Linked DNA regions of Oryctolagus cuniculus: region 1 is linked to region 2. The links are chromatin contacts, called in public Hi-C maps. All regions are on one chromosome and are shown on one strand. Each heading gives the region's core, a stretch centred on a gene start, on an enhancer-like site or on the middle of the called end of the contact. The rest is flanking DNA. Distances are from core to core; before and after follow the strand shown.

What was found. Hi-C and Micro-C count contacts between places; a contact is called where the count stands out from the background.
Region 1: a Hi-C map of an unstated tissue shows a contact between it and region 2, with 5 times the contacts expected there. The contact joins two enhancer-like sites. A contact is called at or near these places in 2 of 6 Hi-C or Micro-C datasets (ear pinna and an unstated tissue).

Annotation. Positions count from the first base shown.
Region 1 is chr12:93,098,049-93,100,748 of mOryCun1.1, forward strand. No RefSeq gene overlaps it. Among named protein-coding and RNA genes, the nearest start is that of TLE3, 460 kb to the left of the region's middle. Within about 2 kb of position 1,258, at least 1 of the 8 cell types and tissues checked has an H3K27ac peak or open chromatin away from gene starts, as enhancers often do.
Region 2 is chr12:92,298,092-92,300,791 of mOryCun1.1, forward strand. No RefSeq gene overlaps it. Among named protein-coding and RNA genes, the nearest start is that of RPLP1, 200 kb to the left of the region's middle. Within about 2 kb of position 1,365, at least 1 of the 8 cell types and tissues checked has an H3K27ac peak or open chromatin away from gene starts, as enhancers often do.

The sequences.
Region 1 (2,700 bases), core at 8-2,507, 800 kb after region 2:
CGCTCACCCTGAGCTGTGGGCATGCAGTCCACTTGGGTATGGGATAGGAGAGAGGCAGTTCTAACGGTCAGCAATAGAGATAACTGTAATCCAAGCTTCAATCATCTGTACAACTGTTCTTTTATTGTTGATCGAGGGGGAAGATTTAGCTGCTGTAAGGGACGTACACTCAAAAGGAAGGGCTAACAACCATAACTTAAGTAATTGTGTTGAATGAAGACTGGAAGTATTAGAGTCTGGGACTCGTGCTTTGTGGCTCGGCGGGGACCAGCCTGAAACTAAGCACTCCCCTCCGAAGGTTCCAGGTCCATTGTTTCAGTTTTTTCTCCTAAGACAATGCCCCAGGCCGCTGCTGGCCCTCCAGGTCCTCCCCCAGAACTCACCTCATCCTGCATTTCAGCACTAGGTGGGCAAGCAACAGGTGAGGGAGGGTGTAAGTGAGCAGCCACACTGCAGTTCTGTGCCCAGGCGTTTGTCGTGGCCATTGGGTGACTAACTGTCACTGATTCAGGGGCCTGCGGCTGGGGGACGCCAGGGCAACTTCGGAATGGTGGTCCCTGTTTTAGCTGTTGCGAGCCAGGACCCACCGCGTCGCCTTCCCTGCTTCTTCCTCCTTCCTCACACGTACTCCGGGCGTCTGCCTCCACCAACGCCCGGCCCCAGAGCTTTCCCTACCACCTTTCTGGAGTAACCAGAAAACTCGGAAGCGGCCCCATGGTCCTGCCTGAACTCCCAACAATGCGGTGTGCGGGTTGCCCGGCAGATTTTCAGCTCAGAGCTCACAGGTCAAGCCTTAGTCCCGGCCGGTCACTCTGCAGAGGAGGGGGCACGTGGGCAGCTCACCACGAGGCTTCTGCCCCTCGCTCACAGCACAGCAGACACCTCCGCCAGGATTCCAGCATCGACCTAGTCAGTAAAACAGGTCATAAACTTGCTGCCGATTGTTCTCTGAGAATCTTGGCTTTGGCCTTTGATGGGAGGCTCCTGAACACATTCCTGTGGGCCGGGCCCTCGAGGACGGTAGTGGGCGTTGCACTGCAGAGCCCCGCGCCCCACAACCCGGGAAAGCCTCCAATACCGGAACAGCAACGACAACGAGGCGGGACGCCTCGGCGGTGTCCACGCACCAGCCATTCCCCGCGCCGTTCCCCGGGCTATCCCCGGCCCCGCCGCCGAGAGCGCACCGGCCCGCCTGGCCCCGCGGCCCTCCCACTTGTGCCCCTTTCATTTGGCGCCCTGGCCTCGCCGTCCCTGAGCTATGAGCCGCCGTTCCGCCGGCAGGTCTCGGCCGGACCGCCCAGGAGTCCAGCCCTACCCGGCGGCCGCGCGTCTTTGCTCGGGTGCACAGCGCCCCCTGCCGGCCGGTCGTGGGGTATTTTTTTCCGCTCAGGCAGAGCGTGCGGACGGCAGCGGGTGCAAGGAGCCTCGGGGTGTCTGGGAGCGGACAATTTGGAATCTGGGTGGAGGACCCAGACCTCCTTGGCCGCTGTGAGGACCACAGTCCTCGCGATAACGTGGTGGGCAGTGCCGCTCCTTCGCAGCCCTAACCTCCCCAGACCCCGCAGATTCCCTTCCGGCACCCCTTACCCAGTCCCCTCAGCCGCCTCATCCCTGACCTGGGCGACTCTAGGGTCCCTCAGCAGTCCTGCATTCGGCGCGAGACTCCTCGGCTTCCTGAGAACCACCGTCAGCCAGCGGCCGGGACCCCCCCCCCCCCCAGGCCCTGGGAATCAGGGCGCGAGCCCCTCAGGACGGGATCTGTTTACATCTGCTGCGGCCTCCGTCACAATTATCTCTCCGAAATCCCCCCACCTCGCCCCTCCTGAGCCCCAGATTGCGGAGCTGGGGGAGGGCAGTGTGACTCTTCCCTGACATCCTCAGGGTCCTCACACATCACCCCTCTCCCCTGCCTTTCTGCCTGCCTCCGTGCTGCCCCAGGCCCCTGCCCCAGCAGCTGCACAGACCACCGTCTGGTCAGCCCGTCCCCTTTCTTCAAACCCTTCTTCAGTGGCTGCCCCAGAGAGCCCTGGGCCATCAGCCTCTGCTGTGTCCGATTTCACAGCCTGTCCCGTTACACCGGAGACCTGAGGCGGAGTGGCTGTGGTTGCCCGGTAGCTGGGGATACTTCTCCCCTGTCGCGTGGCTGACTCCTGCTGCTAGGTCTCTCCCACCCCCTGACCAGGCTGTCTCACCGCTGAGCTCCAAGCCCCCTGAAATTCCCTGTCCTTGCTGTCCAGGCTGCTGTCTGTCTTCCTCTCTAAGTTGTGAACTCTGCAAGCACTGTCTTGCTCATCTCCTAATAACCCAGATGGCTCTGGGGTTCCCCAGGCCGCTTAGCTCTAGTGCAGAACTTTGCAGTGGACACGGCTAATTACCTACCCAGTAGCCATTTGGAAGTCTTCCTTAATGACAGAACTCTGATTTTGTTCGGGAGCGATATGCCCAGCTGAAATATTCTTTGGGTAGAGCTCCTGGGAAAGCTTTGCAAAAAAGGACGAATTCCCTAGCCTGGCCTTTTTTTTTTTTTCTTCTCCCCTCTTTTTTTTTTTCCTTTCCTAGAACACAAACAAGATGCAGCCGCCGCCATTGTGTAGCAAAGAGGACAAAGGTGTCACACTAAGGTAGAAGAGCCCGGTGCTTGTTTAACCCCACTCTGTGGAGGGTTTCTTTAACTGCAGCCGGACAGAGTCAACACACTTT
Region 2 (2,700 bases), core at 115-2,614:
GGGTGCTGGTTCAAGTCCTGGCTGCTCCTCTTCCCATCCAGCTCTCTGCTATGGCCTGGGAAAGCAGTGGAGGATGGCCCAAGTCCTTGGGCCCCTGCACCCGTGTGGGAGACCTGGAAGAAGCTCCTGGCTCCTGGCTTCGGATCAGTGCAGCTCCAGCCATTGTGGCAACTGGGGAGTGAACCAGCAGATGGAAGACCTCTCTCTACCTCTCATTCTCTCTCTGTGTAACTCTGACTTTCAAGTAAATACATAAATCTTAAAAAAAAAAAAAAAGGAAAAAAAGGAAGGGGAAGGTGAGGTGCCGCTTCTACCAGGAAAGTTTTCTCGAAAATGCAACAGCCACCATCTTGGCTGGTACACTAATCATCAAGTGTGATTGGTGTGTGAACTCAAGGGAGGACGGAGGACTGAGTGTTTTTGCCTGGGAGTTCTGCCAGGGTTTTAATGGGAAAGGGGCTGGGATTCATGCTGAGTCGCAGCCAGCAGCTCTGATACCAAAGATGGACCCCGGGTTCACAGGGACTTTGTAACTTTGAGTAAAAGCGAATCGGGTCCATGGTGTCTGGCTCTCAGCGTGGTGCAGCAGAGGAGGCGGTGTTGCGGTGCGGCAGGTTAAGCTGCCACTTGTGACGCCGGCATCCCAGAGAGGGGCCCGGGTTCGAGTCCTGGCTGCTCTGCTTCCCAGGCAACTCATGTTAATGCACCTGGGAGAGCAGCAGAAGACGGCCCAAGTGCTTGTCCCCTGCACTCAGGTGGGAGACCCGGATGGCCCAGCCACGGCTGTTGTGTCCATTTGGGGAGTGAACCGGCAGATTCGCTCTCTCCCTCCCTCTCTCACTCGCTCGCTCTCGCTCTCACTCTCTCTCGCTCTCTGTAACTCTGGGCAGCAGAAGACAGGAGAGGCAGCAGGTGCTGCAGGGCGGGCGGCGGGGCGGGCAGACTGGCAGGCTCTTCTCCCCCTCTGCCGTTCCTTGAGCTTCCTGAGCTGCGCCGGCTGGGGCTGGGAGTCCCGGCGCTCATTAACAGCCGCCGCGCTGTGTCTGTCTCCGCCCGAAGATGGCTAACCACAGGCTTCCTCTCCACTCTCGGCAGCAGGGAGAAAACAAAACCACAGCAGTTTTCATTGCTGAAAAGGACAAGCCGGGCTCGTGTGCTGAATAAGCGCAGATGGAGGAGTTTTCCTCCCGAGAGGAAGGGCTGCAGCTCCAGCGCTGCCAGTCCCGTCTGGGCCGTGAGGGCGCCAGGCTCCGAGCTGACTCCCCGGCCGGCGAGCAGACCCCGCGGCCAGAGGAGGAAGCCCAGGGCTCGGCAGACTGAGGGGCCACTGCCCACGGTGGGGAACGGTGGCCCCTGTGCAAAGGCACAGGCTCGGGGAAACTGAGGCCTTTGCCCGCCCCCACACACGATTAGGCCTATTTTTCTATTTTTTTAAACATTTATTTATTGTTTATTTGAAAGGCAGAACAGATTGAGAGTGAGAGTGAGAGTATGCGCGTGCGTGTGCTTGCGAGAGAGAGAGAGAGAGAGAGAGAGAGAGAGAGAGAGAGAGAGAGAGCTTCCATCCCCTGCTTCATTCCCCAAATGTCTGCAAAGGCCAGGGCTGGGCCAGGCTGAAGCCAGGAGCCAGGCGCTTCATCCCGGTCTCCCACACGGTGCAGGGGCCCAAGCACGGGGGCCGTCTTCTACTGCTTTCCCAGGTGCACTGGCAGGCTGGGCTGGAGTGCAGCCGCCGGGGCTGGAGCACGTGCTGCAGTCTGGGCTGCTGGCACCACAAGCAGCGACTTAGGCCAGCCCACTCTGGCTGCTTTAAAGAATCCATTTGTGTATGTACTTTCCCTTTCTCTTGTTTTCTGTTTCTAATTTCAGCTATTGATTAATTCCCCATTTCATACTTTGTTCCTTCGGTCTGCTTATTTTTCTAATTTCCTGTGATGTGCGTTTTGTGCCTTTATTTTTGATCTCTCCCATTTCAGGGCACAGGTTCCCCCCCCCCTCCCCGCTGAGCGTTTTCCAGGATCTCACAGGTTAGGAAAGAAAACGTTTCCCTCCGCATCTGTCTCCAGCTGGTTTGTAGCTTTAGTTTTCATGCTGTTTTTGATCCATGGATTATCTACAGGTATGTTTATGAATTTCCAAGTAACGAATATTTTCAGGCACTTCTAAAATGTTTAAAGTTCTTAGATTATAGGAAGAGAGTGTGGCCTATGAAATCGCCAATTTTAAATTAAAATGTATTGTTCATAGTCGCCAGGTGAGTGCTCAGCTTTGTGAACGCTGTGTATGATGCGGGGAAGACCGAGCTGGTGAGACTTGGGCGGGATGGAAAGGGCAAGCCAGCCTGCGCCGCCTCAGCTCTGACTCCCCCTCCCAGAGTGCCGTGTGCACAATGCTGACCTGTCCCGAGCTCCCTTTTCTTTTCTTTTTTTTTTTTTTAAGATTTATTTATTTATTTGATAGTCAGAATTATACAGAGAGAGAGAGAGAGAGAGAGAGAGAGTCTTCAATCCGCTGGTTCACTCTCCAATTGGCTGCAACAGCTGGAGCTGCACCAATCTGAAGCCAGGAGCCAGGAGCTTCCTCTGGGTCTCTCACACAGGTGGAGGGCCCCAAGGGATTGGGCCATCTTCCACTGCTTTCCCAGGACATAGCAGACAGCTGGATCGGGAGTGGAGCAGCTGGGACTCAAACCAGCGCCCA